6 separate regions of the Mus musculus genome follow, and all the other regions are linked to region 4. The links are chromatin contacts, called in public HiChIP or PLAC-seq and promoter capture Hi-C maps. All regions are on one chromosome and are shown on one strand. The core of a region is the stretch at or near the end of the contact, and the rest is flanking DNA. Distances in the headings are between cores, read along the strand shown.

Region 1 (2,861 bases), core at 289-2,788, 140 kb after region 4:
TTTTCCCATAGGCTTTGACAAACTACAGAAGGCTCTTTGGATCTGTGACACATCATTTTGGGGGGGTGCTCTTCTCTTTGTGGGTTTTTTCATCTTTATTTTGGAACTATGAAGAGTTATATAAGAGCTCAGACATTTTTCTTTTTTTTAAACTGGTGAAGAAAAACTGAAAAGAAGACATAGACCTTTTTTGTTCCACTTGTTTGCACTGTGTGCTGACTGAACATTCGTTGCACTAACTGCTGGTCTTTAAAGATGTTTTCTGGGGAAAGGGGACAAGGAAGGAGGAAAAGAAAAGAAGGGGAGAAACCCTAAAAAAGAGAAGAATTTGGGTGAACACATGCACCTGTCTAAAGTTCTCCACTAGCTGACTCTACTGCATTTCAACTTCTCCCTGATTATTCATCCGTTTTTAAGCCTGAAGAGCTTATTACTTATTTGTGCGAAGTGCCTTATGCTACAAGACCATTAAGAATATCATCTTTACACACAGCCCAAGGAATCAACAGAGTCATGTTCTATTTTCTTTTTTATTTCTTTGCCTCTTCATTTTGGTTTCACGTTGAAGTCTCACCTCCTGTTCTACCAGTACTCAGCCCAGGGCCGGAAGGTGGACTAGTGATGGCAGCGCCATTTTCCTTTTCTTTATATGGAGGAGTTGATTCACAACTGCAGTCCATCCACACTGTACATACATGTATTTAAAAAAAAAAACAATACCAAGTAAAATTTTCTTCCGGGCTGAGTAGACGTACCATCGTCGCTCCCAAAGGAAAGAGCAGCCTCTCACTGCAGGAGCCAGATGACAAGCCTCTGTGCTCTACAGCAGAACACTACGCTGGCTCACACGCGTCCATGAGCAGGAAGGCACTCGCTGTAAAGACTTGTCGGAGGGAGCCTTGACCTTCTTTCCTCTGTGGCAAAGCGTGACCCGTAGAAAATTGGATGTGTATACTTGTATAAACTTTGTAAATAAGTTTTTTTTCTGGGTTCATATATATATATATATATATAAATATATATATATACATACATATATATATATTATTTTTTTTGGATGAAGGTTGCTGGGATTAAGGGATTAGAGTGATTATGGGAGCAGCTAAAGATGAGAGGGGCTCAGTTTTCTGCAACACTAAATTCTAAAAAGTGCTTTGGCCTCTAACTGTAGGAAGCAGACCTCTGCAGGCTCTGTGTTGGAAAGGGGCCAGAAGCCCGGCCACACTGCTCTTGTAATGAATGCACAGGCAGCGGTCTTAGCAGACAGCAAAGGAGCTTTGCAAGGCTGTGGTCCCTGGGGGCTTTGAGAAGCTCTGTGGTTTGGCTCTCCTGTCCTAAACGTTTGAGGAACTTCCCAAGTTCTGCAAAGGGGAACAAAGATAAATCTTCCTTGGAGTGTGAGAAGTGTACAGAGTGCAGTCTTAGAGGAGAGTGTGTGGAGCATGGATTTTTATGTCACCGGACCAGCCAGTGCAGCCTCGGCGGGCTTGGCAGTTGTGGAGCCTAGTTATCCGCGGCCCCTCCTGTTGTGTGTGAGCAGCGCCCTCTGCCTATCTTGATAAATACATTTTTGCAGGAAGGGGCAGCCCGTTAGAGCTGTTAACGTCCATGTCCATGCTGCAGAAAGCTGCTTGCTGCCCGTTCTCTGTGCCGCACTAAGAGTTGCTGTCTGTCGTTTTGCATTGTAAATCGCTGGCAGATGCCTTAGGTGGTAGTGTTGCTTTAAACTGTGCCCCTCCCAACACGCTTGATGTTTGGCCTGATCTCCAGGCAAAAGGAGGGAGATGAATCAACCAGTGAACTTTTTTTTTAAAAATGTTTTTAATTCCCTTTTAACCCAGTATACTAGGTCAGGAGGCATCTAGGGAACAAAAAAAGCAAAAAACAAAATTTAAAAAAAAATTGATTTTCATATTCCATCACTTTGAAGACCTTAAAACTATGACAAGGTATGTTGAGTCTGCTTCCATGCTTAACTCGTCTGAAGAGAGGAGTCAGTTATTCAAAGTTGCTTTGACTTTGCCTAGTTCTAAAGCAAAACTATTTGTGACTTATCCCAAATTCTTTGGGGATCAAAATCCTACAGATGCCTCCTTATCAGAGATAACCCTGACTCTGTAACAACTGTAGCAGGAGCTGCACGGTACAAATCCCCAAAGGCAAGTCCAGTCAAGTGTTGGCTACAAAACAAACCAAATTAATAAGGAAGTCACTTTTTTAGGGAGGGTGGGAGTGGGGTCTTAAAAACTCGTTATTTTGACCAACAGATCTTGCCCTTGTACCGATGCAGCTCTCCTCCTTCCTGCCTTTGGCGAGATGAGGGATCGCTCCGTAGAGCAACATGAGCAGGAAAGGAGTACAAATGCAATCTGCTGTCTCGCCAGAGGGCAAGTGGGTGATCAACAAAGTGCAGTCTCTTGCCAACCTTGGACTGCTCTGCCAGGTGCCACATGCCTCTGAGTCCCTCTTAAAGCACAGACTCCATGGGGGAGTGTTCTGAAGTACAGCCTCTGCTGAGGGTGGCACTTGGACAGCTGGGCACCCACCCCGGAGATCGCTGTCTGAAGAGGCGGTGCTGGGGTGGTGCTTAGCTCACTTGAGCTGTTGTTAATGGGAAGATGCCCTACTGACCAGGTCAAACCCTGGTTGGGTTTTTTTGTTGTTTTTTTTTTTTTTTATCCTTTTTGATCCCTCTTAATAAGGAATATTGCTACTATTGGAAATTGTCTTTCAGGTTCTTTCCAGTAATTTTTAAAGTAATGGTTATGTTTTGGTTTTCGCCAGTAGTTCATTTCGATAAAAACTATGTCCTATTTTTAATATCCACCTCAATGCTTTTAGCCTCTGGTCATGTAGTTGTG
Region 2 (3,267 bases), core at 134-2,633, 210 kb after region 4:
GTGGAACTGACCCTTCTCAGCTGCTCCTGTAACTGTTCCCGCACTGACTCGGGGCAGTTATCGAGCTGCGTCTGGAGCTCGGCGTAGAGCGCCTGGCGGGCCTCCAGGTGCCTCCGTCCCGCGGCCAGCTCCGCCCTCTCCTGGTCGGCGGGAGGGGAGGGAGGCGGGGCACAGGGGAGAGAGAACACACACTCCTCAACTCCGGCCCGGCGCGGGGGGCAGGGGCGAGCACAGGAGTACACCGGGAGTTGGGGGGCAAGCAGCGAGACGGAAGAGAGCAGGAGAAGAAACAGAGGTTTAAGACGGGACTCAGGCAGGGGACGGTGTAACAAAGGCAGAGGTGTGGGGGCAGGGTGGAAATGTTGGTCCCTTTAGAAATGTTTTGGAAGGTCCTAAGACGGGACCTTCCGGTTCCGCTTCAAACTAAAGTTAAAGCCGATGCAAGAAGGCAAGTACCAAGCCTTGAGTTCTATCACTGTTCCGAGACCAAAATTTAACCCTGGGAAAAATGGGGATGGTGGGAAGAGTTAAATATAGGACTGGGGAGTAAACGTGGAGCTAAAGTTGTTAGAGTTACAGCAGTGCAGCAAGGGGACCCCAGCCCAACCCCCATGGCCTCCCTCCCCTCCTGCCCAGGGTGGAGGTGGGGTGCCAGCAAAGCAGGCTGAACTTCAGTAGGGATGAGGGTTGCAATTAGTTCGGCCCGTTGCCATGGTAATAGGAGCCCCAGGAGTGGATACAGGGAGGAGGTGGATGGCTCTGTCTGGGGTGAGATGACACCTCTGAGGGCGGAAAGGGGGACGAGGGAGGAGTTGGTGAGTCACCCCTCTGAAGGACATGCAGAGGAGACACTGTGATTACTGATTCCAAAGCCAGAGTGGGGCCATGGGCTGGAAGCTGGGCGGGAAAGTCAAGAGAACCTTCCCAACACCACCAACAGCATCAGCACCACCACCACCACCACCACCACCACTTCACTATCACGCCTCAAACACCTGGACCGGAGGGAAGGCAAAGTCCTAGGAGCAATCTCAGCTAAGTGAGGCTAGCCAAGCTGCTTGTGGAATGCCTTTCCCCTGTGCTGCACCAGCCCAGTTCACCCACCCATCCTGGAGGGAAGGCCTTGGTCAAGCCAGTCCTGAAGTCTAGATGCTTCTGCCTTGAAATTATCCTGTGTTCTAGGTGGCCTCCAGGGTAGAGGTAGGGAAAGGAACATCTGAATTCAGGGAAGCAAGAATGGGTAGCCAGCCACTCAGAAAGGGCCTCTTCAAGCTCTCCAAGACTGTGCCCACATCTGACCTCCTTATTACTCAGCTCTGGAGGGCTAAGCAGAAGGGACAAACAGTTCACTGCACCTCCAATCCCTGCCCTTCAGTAAACAGGCAACATTATGGAGGCAAAGCCCAGACCTTTCCAGTAGGAGGCGCTGTTTGGGCAGAACATCTCCTTGGTCATGCACATCTCCCCGCAAAACACACACACACACACACACACACACACTCTTATACTCCTCCTGTCAGTGTTCCACTAAGCAAAATTTAGCTGTGCCTTTCTGCCAGTTCCCTTCTGATAATGGGGACCCACACCAAGAAAAGAAGGCAACATTAGAGGGGAGAGGCCAAGGGCACAAAGGTACCCATGGAGTTAGTAAAGCTGGCCTAAGTCAGCCCTGCCTGGGCGGCCTGGCAGTTAGGGGCATGCGAAGAGCCCAGGACAGTGATTAGAGGGGGCGTTAGTGCAGGCCTGGTCGGCAAGCATAGGGTTAATCTGGCACAGAATCTGGGAGTGTGGTTTTGGGGGCCAGAGCCAAAGCTCCATTTATAAAAAGGGGGCAGCAACGAATTTTTAAGATCCTCAAAATTGAGAGCAAGAGGAAGATAAGTCTCAAAAATAATCCAGAAGGAAAAATTAAACCTCTTAGAAAAATACTGTCAAATCCAGAAATAGATGAACCCTCTCCACTTCAGAGCTTTTGGCACGCCGTTGGGCATCTTGGACATGGCTGGCACAACCCCCGTGGGATGGAGCAGCCCCTGAAGACTGGCACTCAATCTGAAAGGGTCAGGGGCAGGGCTGGGACCATCTGGGATGGGAGGCTGCAGATCCTGATGATAGGAAACAGAGGCCTGTGGGCCATCTCCCAAAGACCACATCCTAAGCACCTGAGGCATGCTGGAGGGAGCTTTCTCCTCATGGTGGGCTCCAAACCCGAGTCATGCCCCCCATCCCAGCAGCACCAGTCCTTCAGGCTGTGCTCAGTGCCCAAGAAAGGGCTTTGGCACTTCCTAGAAGGACCACACAGGTTCCAGAACGGCAGGCACCCAGGCAACCAGAGGCAGCACAGAGATCTAGACCCCCAAACACCAGACCAGCCCCCGGCAGTACCATCCAAGCTTGTATCTTCCACAGAGTACAAGGGCCCCTGTCCCTAGAGGGCTACAGAGACCACTCGGATTGCAGGACGGATGCTGAGGGATGTGCATCGCCAGGGAAGGGATACTGCCTTCCTTCTGGGCCACTGGTAGTCAGGTATGGGTTACCTTGTCCCTGTCCTTCTGGATGCCTGTCTCCAAGGCCACCAACTTCTCCTGCAGCTGGTCCACCGCCCTTTGTTCCTTCTGCAGCGAGGCTCGCTCTGCCTCCCGCTCCCCCTGCAGCAGTGCTCTCTCCATCTCGGCCTAGACAAGGGTATCAGCATTCTGTCAAGGCTGGGACCCAAGGGTGAGGCCCCATCCCAGGGCCTGCACACCTCCCGGCCAGGTCACCTCTCGGGCTGCCTCCTGCAGCTGCTGTTCCAGCTCCTTCACTCGGATCTTCAGCTGTTCTACTCGCCCCAGAACCTGAGCCCGCTCCTCTTCCACAGCCAGCACCTCGCCTTGGTGCTTCGCGCCAGGAGCGTCTTCATGCTGGAGGGGAGGAGGGCACCATGAGAGAAGTCTGGAACCTTCTAGGATCCGACTAAGAGGGCGGATTACACGCTCCTCAAAGCACTTCGAAAGGGTAACTAGACCAAAACAAGAGGCCACTTTCCTCCCAGTCAGGGAGCTCAGCTATCGGGAAAGGATTTACCAGAGTGCCAGGGTTGGGTGGGGCCCAGAGGAAAAACAGGTCGTAAGGCACATTTATAGCTTGGGAAAGTCATGGTCACCTCCTTTCCCTCCTGACACCCACAGTTCTTCATTCTGGTCTCACCCAAGCCTTGATCCTTTCATTACCTCCACGCCAGCCCCGCCCCAGGCCGGCCCTGTCCCCCCTCACCTCCTGCTG
Region 3 (2,932 bases), core at 306-2,805, 230 kb before region 4:
TGCTTTTAGGTTTTATTTTTGCTTGACTGCTAGCAAGCTCAGATAGGAGCCCTGTGCTCACTCGCAGGCCTTTTCTGAGCCTGGCTTTTTTCCCCCACTCATCCTTATTCATTTCCGTCTGCTTTTGTGCCACGGCTGAGTTTTAATGGCTGTATCACTTTATCATCTCTCTGACTTTTATGTAAGCTGCCTGTAAGGCTGGCATAAATAATAAATGGATGTGTGAATGAACTTCCTGCTTGACACAAGGATGTGCCGCCTCTGCCTCACACTTCAGCCATGCCAACCTGGCCTCGTCAGCCCCCCTCCTCTGTTTACTTTGTGGCAGAGCTCCCCCAAGCCCTGGATTCACACACTATTCCCTTGCTCTTTATTCGAAGCCTTCCCCCACAGGCAGCGGTGGCAGTCTTACAGATCTCTCCCTACTGGTTTTTGCCAGCCTCTTCATTTCATCATTTCAGAGAGATCCTTCCAGACCTTACAAAACCCTACTTCCTCAAGTCCTCTGTGCCTCCACTGTTGGCCTATTCCACTCCCTCATCCCCTGCAGAAATCAGCTCCCTAAACTCCTAAGCTACTTGACAGCTATGAAACCCAGGCCCACACAAGCTATTTTTCCAGGTTTGCCCCCAGCCCACACCTCATCCTCCAAGACTACTATTGGATTCTTGCTCTCACCTTCCTAACTCAGTCCCTATACTTTGGTTAGCATTTACTTTATCAGAATCCCAGACACTCTTTGAAGATACTGCTCAAGGTACTCTTTCCCAAGGAGTCTATTCTGGCCCACCCCATCCCACAGCTCCTTGACATGCATATGTGGCTAGGCTGGCGTGGCCTCCCTCACTGCCGCTAGGGCAGAAGGGAAGCAAACTTAGGAAGAGGCTGCACTGAGCACAACTAGCCAGAGCAGGAGCTGGCTGAGGTCTTGAGTGGGCTGGAAACAGGAGACCTGGGGATTAGAGAAAGGTCCTGAAAACCTGACAAATCCCAGGATTGACATCAATCAGCCCCAGGTCCACTGAGTCAAGATAAGACGTGCAGGGTCTAGGATAATTCTCTAATCGAGCAGTTGTCATGGCACTAATCAAAAGAAGGAATGCAACAGAAGTTGCGGAGCTTTTCCACCAAACTGGGTCCCAAATAGCTTTCCCACTTCCACTTGGCTTGGGGGCGGGGGGGCAAAGTGAAGCTGCCAGTAGGCCTGTATTCAGCGCCCAAGCTCCGGCAGAATCCCCAGTGCCACTTGCCCGCTCCCGCGACCCAGCTGCCCGGCTCTTGCTTCCGGGGCCCAGCGCAGCCGTCCAGCCGGGGGCCGGAGGAGCGATCGACCCAGTTAGGCCTTTACCCAGGTTGCCTAGGCCCTGGTGCCCGTCGCCGTGGCCCGGAGGGAAGGAGGCCTGCGTCTCCCGCTGGCTCCGAGCTTCCCCGGCTCGCTCGGCACGGCGCGTCTAGGCCGCCTCCGCCCGCCAGCCAGCGCGCAGCCCGGCCCACTCTGGCACCCCGCCCGGTCTGGACACTGGAGGGCACTGAGCAAAGACCCGCAGAAGGGGGAATGGGGTGCTGGCGCGGGGCGGAGACTCCGGCCCCACCCGGTCTTCCCAGGGCCCAGGTTCCCGTACTGCCCCCTGCAGGTTCCCAAGCGTCAGGCCCAGCCGATGACCTCATCCACCTCCAAGTCTGGACTTGATGAAGCCCATTTTACAGATGAAGACACGGAAGCGTGGAAGAGAAAATGACTCGGGCGCAGGTCGTCCCTGTTGGAAGTAGATGATTCAGAAGAAAAGCTCCGGTCTAGGCCTTCCTTACACTTAGGTACTCATCCCCAGAGCATAATGACTTCCCTTCCTGCTCACAAACGTAGCTTACCTCCAGGCAGAAGACAGCCCTTCTTGGATCCTCCCCTTCTGTGTTATTCAGTCCCAAGACTCTAGAGGGGGGCCTCTGACCACTTTGGCCAGGAAGGAAGAATGGGTACCGACAGATAACTTCCTTCTCCAACCTGTTCTTCCTGTCTGACATCCCGTCATGGTTTTAGCCTTGGGACTTCCGTGTTCTAAAAACCCCAACCCTCATCCCTTCCATTCAAGGAACACCCAAGGTTCTCGTAACCAAGCTGACAGTGACCTTCAAACAAGGAACGCCTCCACATGCAAACACTGGTGTGCAATGTGCAAAGAACAGACATGAAGTAGAGAACTCAGAGAGAGAGGCTCCTCAGGGCCGGCTGGGAAGAGGCTTTTGTGGTCTACCCTCCATAGGAACAGAAGGCCAATGGTGATAATTTTATCTAGGCGATTGTCCATTTATTCCATGTGTGGTGTTAGGCCAGTACTGAACATTCACCCTGGGCTGCCAAGCAGAGCAAGTCATGCAGGGACCCACCATACTTGACAATGAATTTCTTCAGAAGTCGAGGCAAACTATTAGGAAAATTACTACCTGCCTCTAGCAGAGACTCTGACATTTGAACTGGCTGTTAAAAAGTCAGAATGAAAAAAGTCACTGGGCAGCATGGAAAAGGGCATATTTGCATTTTAAGAGATGTTCTTCTAAGATTGGAGAATGGCTCGGCCGTTAGGAGCACTGGCTGCTCTTCCAGAGGGCCTGGGTTCCATTCCCAGCATCTACACAGCAGCTCACAACCATCTGTAACTCCATTCTCAGTGGATCTGATGCCCTCTTCTGGCCTCTTCAGGCACTGCATGTATATGGTACACAAATACACATGCATGCAAAATACCCATACACATATTTATTTGTTTGTTTATTTGTTTATTTATTTATTGGTTTTTCGAGACAGGATTTCTCTGTATATCCCTGGCTGTCCTGAAACTCACTTTGTAGACCAGGCTGGCCTTGAACTCAGAAATCCACCTGCCTCTGCCTTCCAAGTGCTGGGATTAAAGGCGTGCACCACCACCGCCCGGCT
Region 4 (3,084 bases), core at 21-2,520:
AGGACTCCTCAGTGACTTCTGCCTTTCTGTTCTTTCCTGGTTGTGGTGTGTGTGTGTGTGTGTGTGTGTGTGTGTGTGTGTGTGTGCTGCAAACTAGGTCCTAGGACTTTGGGATCTTTTTCAGAGACAGAGTTGGAGTGGGGAAGCCCAGTGTTCTATAGGGGTTAGACGGCTGCAAAGTACCTGGGAGGTTTCCCCCTTGCTTGGAGGTTCCAGCCCGGCTTCCAGCAGCTGAGCCGGGAGCTGGAGTGTACACGGGTGTGTCTAGCTGGACCTGTCGCGGGAAGAGCCTCTAGGGCTCAAGACTCCTCCCCTTCCCTCCCCCACCTTCTACCGGGATCTCTGCTGGGGGCGGGGAAAGGGGACAGAGCAGGGGGCGGTTGCTTGAGGTGTCTGTGTTTGTGTAAGTCAGCTTGTTGGTGTCTCTGTGGCCCTCTGTGTATTCTTTGTGACTGTCGGGCTCAACTTTCTATGGCTCCCTTGTGTCTGGGTCTCAGTCTTCACATCTGTTCAATGAGTCCACCGGCTATCCCTCTGCTGGGTGGCCGGGGTATCTGTGTGCCCCAGGCTGCCCGGCGACTCCGGCTGGTTCGCGCTGCCCAGTCCCTCGGGCACACCTCCGTCGGCTGGCCGTGAGCGTCTCTAGTTTCCTGGGCTCCGTGCGTGTCTTTGTCTCCCTGTCCACGTGTGAGATGTAAGTGTGCGTGTGAGTCACAGAGAGGTGCTTGTGGGTCTCTTAAGTCCCAGCTCTGTGCGCCCAGTCTGCCCAACCGGCTAGCGCCCTTTTAGTCCCTGGAGGACTTGTCCATGTGTCTGTCTGCGCGCCCTCCAGTGGACCCGGGAGATCCACGCTGCAGTCCTGTCCGCTTCCCTCAACCTCGCTCGCTGCCTCGCTGGCTCTCTTGCTCCAAGCTCGCTCTGTCTCTACACTCGGGCTTTGCCGAAGGGGGCGGGGTAGGGGGGGTGCAAGGGAGGGGGGAGGGGAGGCTCCTGCATTCTTGCGGTCGGGGAGGAATCTGAGCCAGCGTTACTGGTCTCCAAAAGAGCCCAGCTGCAGCCTCGGGGCCCCGCCAGGCCTCTCGCTGCCCGCCCGGGCCTGCCGGGATGGGCACGGGCTAGGCCTGGAGCTGGGGGCGGGGCAGGGCAGTGCGCCCACCCCGGCCCCTGGGAGGCTGCAGCGCCCGGGGACAGGGCGCAGTGCTGGGGCGGGGCGTGAGGGATTCCCGAATCCTGGGCGAGGGGCGTGTCTCGGAGCGGGAGTCCCCCAGTGGGCCAGAGCAGACCTCGCAGCCGCCCCACGCGTCACTTTTGCGACCAAGCCTATTAGTGAATTCTGACTCTACAGCCCTTGGAGGGGGGTGCCTAGGGTGGGGGGCTTGCACGATACTGCAAGCTCCCCGTGGACAAGGTGTGGAAGGGATGGGGACTGGACTGGTCTTTAGGATTGAGAAGTCCTCTCTCTCCAATCCTATCCTACCCTATCCAGTTCCTTAGTCCCGGGGCGTTGGGTTCTCCCTTTCCCTCCCCTTCACACACCCCCTCCCTAAGTCACAAGTTTTCTCTTTGGGGCTTGTTGCTGCAGTCCCTGCTCCAGTACCGAGTACCTGGCTGGGCCCTGGGCACGCACAGGGGTCGTAGCCCCACTGTGTGTGGGAGCCATGAGGATCCTGGCTAACAAGACAAGGTGTGTGGGTGTCACGGAGGGTGGGATATATGTGTGTATGGAGAGTGGGGAAGGGAAGGGCCCATGATGATGGGGCCAAGCTGTTTGGAGAGGAGCCCTTCGGGCACCTGGTTTCCTGGCCACCAGTGGGTTGAAGGGAAGTAGCATGGTAAAGTCTGGCCCCAGGCAGGAGCTGGCAGCCAGCCTTAGCGCCTGGGCCCAGGGGGCAGAGGAGACTGGCAGCTAGCTTTGCCTGCTTCTGGTCCCTTCTTCCCTTCTAAAACCGTTAGAACAGACCCTCATCCTACCCTAGTGTTGGGGGTGTGATGGCGCCCTCCAGCCTCAGTCTAGTCGGGGGTAGGAGCTGGAGTGGGGGTGGTGCCTGCCTCCCTCCTCCCCAGGAGAAGCGGGCAGACAGGGCCAGGCGGCGGCAGCAGGACAGCAGAGCTGAAATAAATCTGAGCTGGTGTGGAATGAGGGGGGATAAATATCCTCTCCCGTGATGTGATCTTTCCAGCGGCTATTAATAGGTCTCCGGGGAGGGGGAGGCGGTGGGGGGAGCGGGCTGGAGCTTAAAGGGCCCGCAGCCTAGGCTGCAGGAATCCATGGCTTCAAGCTGTACTCTTGTCTGCTTGACATGCCCCCCCCCCCAATCCCTGCCTGCTGACAGGGCCTACTGGCCCACCCTCTTCAGGCCTTCCCCACTTAGGCTCTGGGGAGTCTTCTGGACCTGTGGGTACCACTCTCGGTTATGCTTTCCCTAGTACCCTAGGGAATAGGGCTCGGGCTTGAGCAGTGACTCACAGGTCCTGTGGCCCTTCTCAGCTAGTTGTCAGGGCACAGCGTAGTTGAGGTCTGGGGCCTTGGAAAGGAGTCTTAAACCCTAGAAGGTGCGAAGAATCCATCAGATGCTAGGGAGAAAGGGCTTTAGTGGAAGCGCTGGATCCTGGGGCTGAAGGTAGATAGATTCTGCCAAGTCAAAGCCCAGGGTTTCCATTTGAGTTGAGCCTAGAAGATAAGGAACACTGTTCCATCGCCACTCCCCCAGGTGGACAGAGCTCTGCTCTTATCTGAGGAACTGCACAGAGGTAGGGAATAGCAGGTGGTCTCCAGATAGCACCTCACCACCCCCTGCATTGTTAGGAGAGAGCTAAAGTCCAGGCATGCCTGATGCCTTGCAGGATTAATCTTTCCTGTTTCTCCTCCCTTTCCCCAGGTTACCCCACCCCAGGAGGAGAGAGGCTCCAGGGAGTCCACCGCTGTCCCCTCGGGGCCACTGCCCCCCTGCCCCAGCCAAGCCAATGCACCCAGAAAATAAACTGACCAATCATGGCAAGACAGGGAATGGAGGGGCCCAATCCCAGCACCAGAATGTGAACCAAGGACCCACCTGCAACCTGGGCTCCAAGGGCGTGGGGGCG
Region 5 (3,081 bases), core at 212-2,711, 210 kb before region 4:
CTTGAAAACAGCCTCCACAGATAGAGTGGTCCCCTTCCCCAAACCGACCTTCACAGGCAGGGAGAGAGAGAGAGAGAGAGAGAGAGAGAGAGAGAGAGAGAGAGAGAGAGAGAGAGAGAGGACTGAGAGAGAGAGAGGACTGAGAGAGAGAGAAGACTGAGAAAGAGAAGACTAAGAGAGAGAAGAGACTGAGAGAGAGAAGACTGAGAGAGACTGAGAGATTGAGAGGTCATAGGGTCTATTTAGAAGAAAAAGCTTCAATAGCTGTTTGAACTCCCATAGTGCTGGCAGATGTGGGGAGCAGGGATCTTGTACCTCAACTGCAGTTGTGCAGTGAGGGTTAGGGCCCACAAAGCTCGCAGAGTAGGGTATCCCCAGGACTTATGCTCCTGGAAAGGCAACTCAGGGAGAGTCCCATGGGGCTGCCACCTACCCCGTTTGCGCCAGCAGGGCCCCTCCCGCACGGAATAGGACAGTTCCACGAACTCGATGTCCACAGCAGAGCGCTTGGGCAGGTGAGAGAAGCGCTGTGCTTCTGTGATATGGTTCTCCACCTTCTTTAGGTGCGTGGTCAGCACAGGGGGCTCTGCCCCGTCCTCCAGTGTCACAGCCATGGCCACAGCCCCAGGGCCCAGTCCACAGCCCACGGCCTCCAATGCCTTCTCCGCCATCACGCAGCCGGCCTGCAGGAGAGGGCCTGCTTAGCTCCGGGCAGACCCTCCAGCCCTTGCTCAAGGCGCCATAGCTTTCCGATGCTGCCCCGCCTCCACTCCTCCCACCCCAGCCTCCTTCTCCGGGCAGATCCCCCAACTGTCCGCACCCCTTTTCCCGCCGGGTCTTATGCACTCGGGCAGCACACACCCGGTGGTGCAGTGACACTCAGTTGCGACCTCGCCTCGTTCCTTGGCAGTCTCAGCCTGGCCTTGCTCGCCTGGCCCATCGAAGCTGTGCCCGCTCCTCCCTCCCCGCCGCGGCCTTAATCTCCTTACCCCACAGACAAGCAGTCCCTGGGGGCCGGGCGAGGGTAACCACCCGCTCGGAGGTCGGGGAAGCTAGGAGGCACAGGGTGGGCCGGGGGAGGCTCTGGCCTCGGCTCCGAGCCCCTCTCTGCACGGACTGGCACCGCTCCTCGGCCGGCCTCCCCATCCCGCTCCTCCGGACTGTTCCCCCAAACAGCGACAGACCCCAGACCCTCCAAGCCGACCCTCTTGTCCCCTGCTCGCCTGGTCACCTTGACGCGTCTCCGGCCGCTGCGACGCAAGGATGCTCAGCAGAGATGCTCAACCGGGATGTTCGACCCGGATGCTCAGCGTTGCGGCGCGGGAGGTGGACACTCCGGCTCTCTTCACCTGCCTCTGGCTGCGGCACCCGCGCCCCGGCTCCCTGTCCCGGTGGCCCGGGCCGGGGCGGGGCTAGGCCAGGGCGGGCAGTAGAGGAAGGCAGGGCTCGGGTCAGAAAGGATGACACAGTTGCGGAGAGATGGTTGAGGTCCCGCCGCGATCCCACTTGGATGAACCCGCCGGGTTCTCGTAGTCTGGTCCCCAGCGCCTGTCCTCTGGACCTAGTCGGGCGGCAGTGTTCTCTTCCAAGCTTCTGCTCGCTGGTCCTGCTGCTCTTAAAGGGCCCGTACTGCCCCTCACTCCGCGAGTAGCAAGGATGGAGGTGGTGAAAGCTATGCCTGCAGAGTTGGGGCCCGAATGGGGCCCTTTTTTGGACCTAGGACTGAGGTCAACCCGGAGGTCACCAAGGGAGGGAGACTTGATGTTACTCAGAGAGGCAGGTCCTTGAGCGGTAGGTGCCCAGGGGGGTTGGGAAGCTGTCGGTCTATCTGCATACACAAACCCCTCATTGCTTATCTCTTGCAGTTCAGCTTTGGAGCGCAGCCCCACCCAACCCTAAAGTACAAAGGACTTGAATGTATAATTCTTGAGACTTTGAGACAGCCTCTCACGCCTCTTCACATCCCCCCTCTCTAAGGGCTCAAGAGGACACTAGTTATGAAGAGACAGGGGATAGTAGTTATGACAAAGCCTGCAGGCAGCTCCAAGGTTAACCTTGACCCAGTCACAGCCTGCTTTGGCCATCAAAGTCTTTATTCTATTCGACCAGCCAGATTCAGGTCTCCAAGCCAGTATAGGCTGATCTAAGAGGCTGCAGTCCATACATACACAAAGCTCTTCAGATTCTGTCTTGGACGGCTTTTCATAGACATGGACATTCTCTCTCACCTACAAGCGTGGCTGGGTCCTCAGAGCGCTTACACCGCCCCCGCCCCCGCACCCCGCCTACTTGCTTTGGCCCTTTCTCAATTACTCTTGGCTCCTGCCTGCCCTATCCTCTATTTCTTTAAGGGGTCAGTAAGTCACGTGACCTGAGCTTTTTAGTTCCCGCCTGTCACATGCAGAGACAGATAGGAGGTAGGTAGGCTTAGGTTCTGGGTACTGCTTCCACTGCTACTGCAGCGGAAGATGCTAATAATCCAACACCAGCCCCCAACCCTCGCCCAAACCTCTCTGCAGCCCAGGAAACTAGCGACCCTGCAGGACATGTCCACACCCACCCTGAGACTATGAGGTTCATGGGGGTTTGGGATCCAATCTTTCCCAATTTCCCTTCATCCCTGTCTCACCTATGGTCATTCCTCAGGACCAATCTTCGAATTTTCCAGATGGACCCTCTATTCTTCAAGTTAATCTCCAATACCTCATGATAGACAATACCCCAATGATTGCTTTGTATGTAAGCGCGCGCGCGTGCGTTAGGGTCTCACTAACTCAGGCTGTTGCTGAGGCTGGCTTTGACTGCCCAGTCTTCCCCCTCTCTTGGGTGCAGTGACTATAAACATGTCACCAGGCCTGTCTAACATAAGTACTTACTGAAAAACTACTATAAACTGTACACTCTTCTCAGATAATCTTAGTACTCCATGAAGCAGGGTTTTTGCTTTATTTTGTTGAGACAGTATCTTACTATGTAGTTTTGGCTGGCCTGGAATTTGGTAAGTAGACCAGGATGGCCTCACACTTCTAGAGATCTGCCTATGACGCAGGGTTTTTTTTAACTTTCCTTTGGAGAAAAGAA
Region 6 (3,239 bases), core at 328-2,827, 170 kb after region 4:
TTTCATGGTCACAGTTACAGACAGTTCGTCCCTTCCATGGACGCAGAGCAGAGTTGCTTGGCTGGCTCCAGCCTCACCAAGACAAACCAGGCGTCCCTGCCAGTACAGCAGGAGCCAGATTATAGGAAGACTCAGCTCCTGCCAATACTGTCTTGCTGTTTCCAGAAGGAGTGGAGCCCTCCCAGTTCCCTTCAGGGTCTCTGGAGTATCCCCCAAATTCCCAGCAGTCTCAATGTTAAGGCACGTCTGTCAGCTGCACTTAACCACCCCAGATACCATAAACTCTCCAAGCCCCCGACACTTGCAAGCAAACCAAAAGTTCAAACAGACTTACAGACTCAGACTTTGACAAACAGCAAGGCAAACAAGAAAGAACCTTGGTACCTGCTCGAGACCTCTGATTCACGGCTCTCTGGTGTGTCCTCACAGGAGGTCGAATTCCCAGCCCATGCACCAAATGTAAGACTCTAACGAGCCTTAGCTTACCTGGGACCCCTACCCCTGCCACAGTGAACAACTTGGAGCTAGGGATCGATGCAAAAGCAAGAGGAATTTATTGTTCCAGTACACTGGGGTCTTCCTGCACCTGAAGGAAAGGCAGCAACCTTGGGCAGCCCGTTTGGCCAGTTTTTATACAGCTTTCAGAGGTAGAATAGAGCAACAGCCACTAGGCACAACGTGATTGGTAGAACAGTGTGACTTTTAAACTGATTGGTCCTTAGGGAATGGGGTGGCAAGGGCTTTCCTTGTCTGTGGGGGCAGCCAATGGTCTGTCTTTGTACTCTGGGCTTCCCTTATCTGCAGGTGGTCAGTGGTTAGTCCCTGCTGTGGTCTGAGGAATGGGGTGCCTGTGTGCTCTATGAACTTTCTCTTCCAGGAGGGGAGGGGTCTGGTGGAATTTGTCAAAGTTCCTGAGCTGACCTCTTCACAGCAAATGTTCTTAACCTCTGAGCCATTTCACCAGCTCCTTGGCAAAACCTCTTCACTAACTGGTGCCAAAATGTCCCTCCAGCCTGTCACACAACTTTTGCACCAAGTCTCTGGATGTCTCATGTGATGGCATGGCCTCCTGACTATTCCTCAGGACTCAGTGCAGACATCATCTTATGGTGGGGCTTCCTGATCCATCCCCGAGAGGTTGTCCTGTGTCCTCACAGGGTCTCCTGTAGATAACAGGGAGTTTGATAAAGCTTTGGAGAAGACTTGAGCCATTCTGTTTTAAGTGATAAAGAAATGGTCCCTTCTGGCATTAGAGACTAGGGAGCCACACACAGACTCAGTGTCTAAATCATACTTGGGTGACCTCAGTTGTGGCCCTGGCCCTTGGGTGCCCACCCATATAACTCTGAGCAAAGTCCCTGAGCATGTAATACCAGTTAGAATTGAGAAATGGAAGAAAGTGGCTGATGGGGTAGTGAGCACTGTAGCTGGAGGGCAGAAGTGGTAAGCAGTCCACAAGAAGTTGAAACACACATCTCCCCCCTCAGGTGGCCACACCTCATAGCCTGGACTTTGGCTGACCTGGGTAGGCAAGTGAGGCAGGCCGTGTTCAGCAAGCCAGAGGTGCCAGGGTTTGCTCATTCCGTTCTAGGCACCGTGCCCAGGATGACCTGGGAGCTGCACCTGCTGCTTCTGCTGGGGCTGGGACTTAGGTCCCAGGAGGCCCTGCCACCACCCTGTGAGAGGTAGGGAGGTGGAGAAGCTGTGTGTGTGGGGGAAGACAAGGGTGGAAGGCTGGGATGAGAGCTTACCCTCTGAGGACCAGCCTCTCAGAGGATAAAGAAGGAAGAAACCAGGCTTGTAGGGGTAGAAGGACCAAAACCTGACACCAAACTCACTGTGTTGGAACGAGGTGGAACTTTGAGGCAGGCCTATGTATAATTCCAGAGCTGTTGACCAATGTCTGCCCTCCGTGCTGCTGACCAGAGCTCACCAGCCAAGCAGCTCCTTGGACCAAGCAGGGCTGTTCTCTTCACTGTTCTAGCAAAGCTTGCCTAGCTTAGCGTGAGGGGAGTCTAGGTCCTGTCAAGAACTTACACATAAGTTCAGCCTACCTTGCTGCTCTTTCTGTGTCCCAGGGCAAGTCAATCCTTTCTTCTGAGCCTCAGCTTCTACCAGCAAATACAAAGATGGGGGGGGGTCACTCTACTTCCTGGGTCTGGAACTGTCATTCTCTCTTCCACTCGGACTCATGGAACCCTCCCTCCACCAGTTCTTGCAAGAAGGGTAAAAACAAGGCCTAGGATGGTGAAGAACAAAGAGAAGGTAGGAGCTAAGTAAGCAAGGAGGAAGCAGAAGGGGGTGTCTCAGAGGATGCAATGGGCCGATGGAACGTGGAAGGAGCCATCTTGAAACAGAAGTAGGGAGCAGGGCAAAGGCTCTGAGGTGTCCTCCAAGGGTCACAAAGTCCCATGTGGCCTGGAAAGAAGCAGAACCAGGCTATGAGGTGGAGATAGCTCTAAGGAAAGGAGACCAAGCCCTGCGGACTTGGCAGGACTGGGCTGGGGCTGGGGGGTGGGGCTGAGGAGCCGATTAGGGATGCATGAAGACTGAGCTGTGACTTACTCACTGATGCCCAGGTGTGCAGTATGGAAGGATCTGGAATAATCCTCAGGACTTATTTGTTCACCAGTAGGCAGGACACAGAGTGGCTCTTCCATCCAGTCTCTTGTGTCCTGTTGGGCTATTTGCAGAGTGCCTACCATGAGTGCCGCTGTTTGTCCCTGAGAGCATGTCAGTAGTCCACTTGGACAGTCACACGTGTGCTTGTAGACTCTCTACAAAGAGAGTTACAGGACAGCTAGAGCTACACAGAGTCCCTGTCTCAAAAACAACAACAAAAACCCAAACAGCCACTGAAGGCACAGATGTATTAGGGTAGAGTCCAGGAGAGAAGAAACTCAAACTTCCAGCAGTCTTCTTCCAGAAGATGTGCCCAGAAAGTACCAACCAGGAGTCACCCCTGAGTCTTCATGTTGAGTTTCTTGAGATCCTTCACAGAGACCCCTGTAGGTCTCCAAAGATTAAGCTGACATTGGGTGGCCTATTGTCCCCATCACAAATGTCAGCGTTAGCCTAGGATAGCCAGCGTGCTCCAAGTTCCATCAGGCAGCATACTCTGATATCTTAACCCTGTTCCCTCAGGTGGCTCTGGGACTTGGCGACGTGGCCACCTGTGCGGCACCATTTTTTTGCTGTGTGCTGAGGAATCTGGTCTTCCTCCTGGGTTCATGGCAAGT

Evidence for each region. Promoter capture Hi-C pulls out the DNA fragments that hold promoters and counts their contacts. HiChIP or PLAC-seq counts read pairs in DNA pulled down with a chosen protein or histone mark. Capture Hi-C pulls out chosen DNA fragments and counts their contacts.
Region 1: a contact with region 4 is called in a promoter capture Hi-C map of liver. The contact joins the enhancer-like site here to the promoter of Bcl9l in region 4. A contact is called at or near these places in 9 of 39 promoter capture datasets (the C10 cell line, the HPC-7 cell line, cranial neural crest and 5 more), 3 of 15 datasets of contacts at CTCF or cohesin (CD8 T cells, large pre-B cells and pro-B cells), 34 of 484 Hi-C or Micro-C datasets (the 63-12 cell line, B cells, the Ba/F3 cell line and 21 more), 37 of 115 datasets of contacts at active chromatin or transcription factors (the 230-238 cell line, CD8 T cells, the HPC-7 cell line and 27 more) and 3 of 9 other capture datasets (adipose tissue, liver and pancreatic islet).
Region 2: a promoter capture Hi-C map of embryonic stem cells shows a contact between it and region 4, with 8 read pairs. The contact joins the enhancer-like site here to the promoter of Bcl9l in region 4. A contact is called at or near these places in 3 of 39 promoter capture datasets (the HPC-7 cell line, embryonic stem cells and liver), 28 of 115 datasets of contacts at active chromatin or transcription factors (the 230-238 cell line, the SCID.adh cell line, T-cell acute lymphoblastic leukemia and 18 more) and 3 of 9 other capture datasets (adipose tissue, liver and pancreatic islet).
Region 3: a FOXA1 HiChIP or PLAC-seq map of pancreatic cancer cells shows a contact between it and region 4. The contact joins the promoter of Nlrx1 here to the promoter of Bcl9l in region 4. A contact is called at or near these places in 2 of 39 promoter capture datasets (hippocampal neurons and liver), 3 of 484 Hi-C or Micro-C datasets (the G1E-ER4 cell line, epidermal suprabasal cells and reprogramming fibroblasts), 1 of 115 datasets of contacts at active chromatin or transcription factors (pancreatic cancer cells) and 1 of 9 other capture datasets (adipose tissue).
Region 5: a contact with region 4 is called in a promoter capture Hi-C map of pre-B cells, with 2.6 times the contacts expected there. The contact joins the promoter of Abcg4 here to the promoter of Bcl9l in region 4. A contact is called at or near these places in 3 of 39 promoter capture datasets (hippocampal neurons, pre-B cells and stem cell-derived epiblast-like cells), 2 of 484 Hi-C or Micro-C datasets (long-term hematopoietic stem cells and reprogramming fibroblasts), 2 of 115 datasets of contacts at active chromatin or transcription factors (embryonic stem cells and pancreatic cancer cells) and 3 of 9 other capture datasets (adipose tissue, liver and pancreatic islet).
Region 6: a contact with region 4 is called in a promoter capture Hi-C map of liver. The contact joins the promoter of Treh here to the promoter of Bcl9l in region 4. A contact is called at or near these places in 11 of 39 promoter capture datasets (3T3-L1-derived adipocytes, the HPC-7 cell line, the SN4741 cell line and 7 more), 1 of 15 datasets of contacts at CTCF or cohesin (large pre-B cells), 15 of 484 Hi-C or Micro-C datasets (B cells, the Ba/F3 cell line, CD4 T cells and 9 more), 20 of 115 datasets of contacts at active chromatin or transcription factors (the SCID.adh cell line, bone marrow-derived macrophages, craniofacial prominence and 14 more) and 3 of 9 other capture datasets (adipose tissue, liver and pancreatic islet).

What each region holds. Positions count from the first base shown.
Region 1 is chr9:44,636,478-44,639,338 of GRCm38.p6, forward strand. It overlaps Ddx6 (DEAD (Asp-Glu-Ala-Asp) box polypeptide 6), which reads left to right. Exons shown (of 14, transcript NM_181324.3): 14 at 12-2,861. Among named protein-coding and RNA genes, the nearest start is that of Ddx6, 33 kb to the left of the region's middle. Within about 2 kb of position 1,539, at least 36 of the 459 cell types and tissues checked have an H3K27ac peak or open chromatin away from gene starts, as enhancers often do. A contact at or near this core is called in the 230-238 cell line, liver, oligodendrocyte precursor cells and 3 more, where this site is marked.
Region 2 is chr9:44,708,383-44,711,649 of GRCm38.p6, forward strand. It overlaps Phldb1 (pleckstrin homology like domain, family B, member 1), which reads right to left. Exons shown (of 22, transcript NM_153537.4): 7 at 3,259-3,267; 8 at 2,766-2,906; 9 at 2,541-2,678. Among named protein-coding and RNA genes, the nearest start is that of Phldb1, 25 kb to the right of the region's middle. Within about 2 kb of position 1,384, at least 126 of the 459 cell types and tissues checked have an H3K27ac peak or open chromatin away from gene starts, as enhancers often do. A contact at or near this core is called in the SCID.adh cell line, adipose tissue, embryonic forebrain and 10 more, where this site is marked.
Region 3 is chr9:44,266,632-44,269,563 of GRCm38.p6, forward strand. Nlrx1 (NLR family member X1) reads right to left here and starts at 1,556. Exons shown (of 10, transcript NM_001163743.1): 1 at 1,349-1,556.
Region 4 is chr9:44,497,866-44,500,949 of GRCm38.p6, forward strand. It overlaps Bcl9l (B cell CLL/lymphoma 9-like), which reads left to right and starts at 1,271. Exons shown (of 9, transcript NM_030256.3): 1 at 1,271-1,408; 2 at 1,583-1,684; 3 at 2,880-3,084. The coding sequence starts at 1,659.
Region 5 is chr9:44,286,783-44,289,863 of GRCm38.p6, forward strand. It overlaps Abcg4 (ATP binding cassette subfamily G member 4), which reads right to left and starts at 1,462. Exons shown (of 15, transcript NM_138955.3): 1 at 1,232-1,462; 2 at 434-683. The coding sequence starts at 671.
Region 6 is chr9:44,671,656-44,674,894 of GRCm38.p6, forward strand. Treh (trehalase (brush-border membrane glycoprotein)) reads left to right here and starts at 1,578. Exons shown (of 15, transcript NM_021481.3): 1 at 1,578-1,685. The coding sequence starts at 1,606. It overlaps BC049987 (cDNA sequence BC049987), which reads right to left and starts at 605. Exons shown (of 2, transcript NR_165440.1): 1 at 487-605.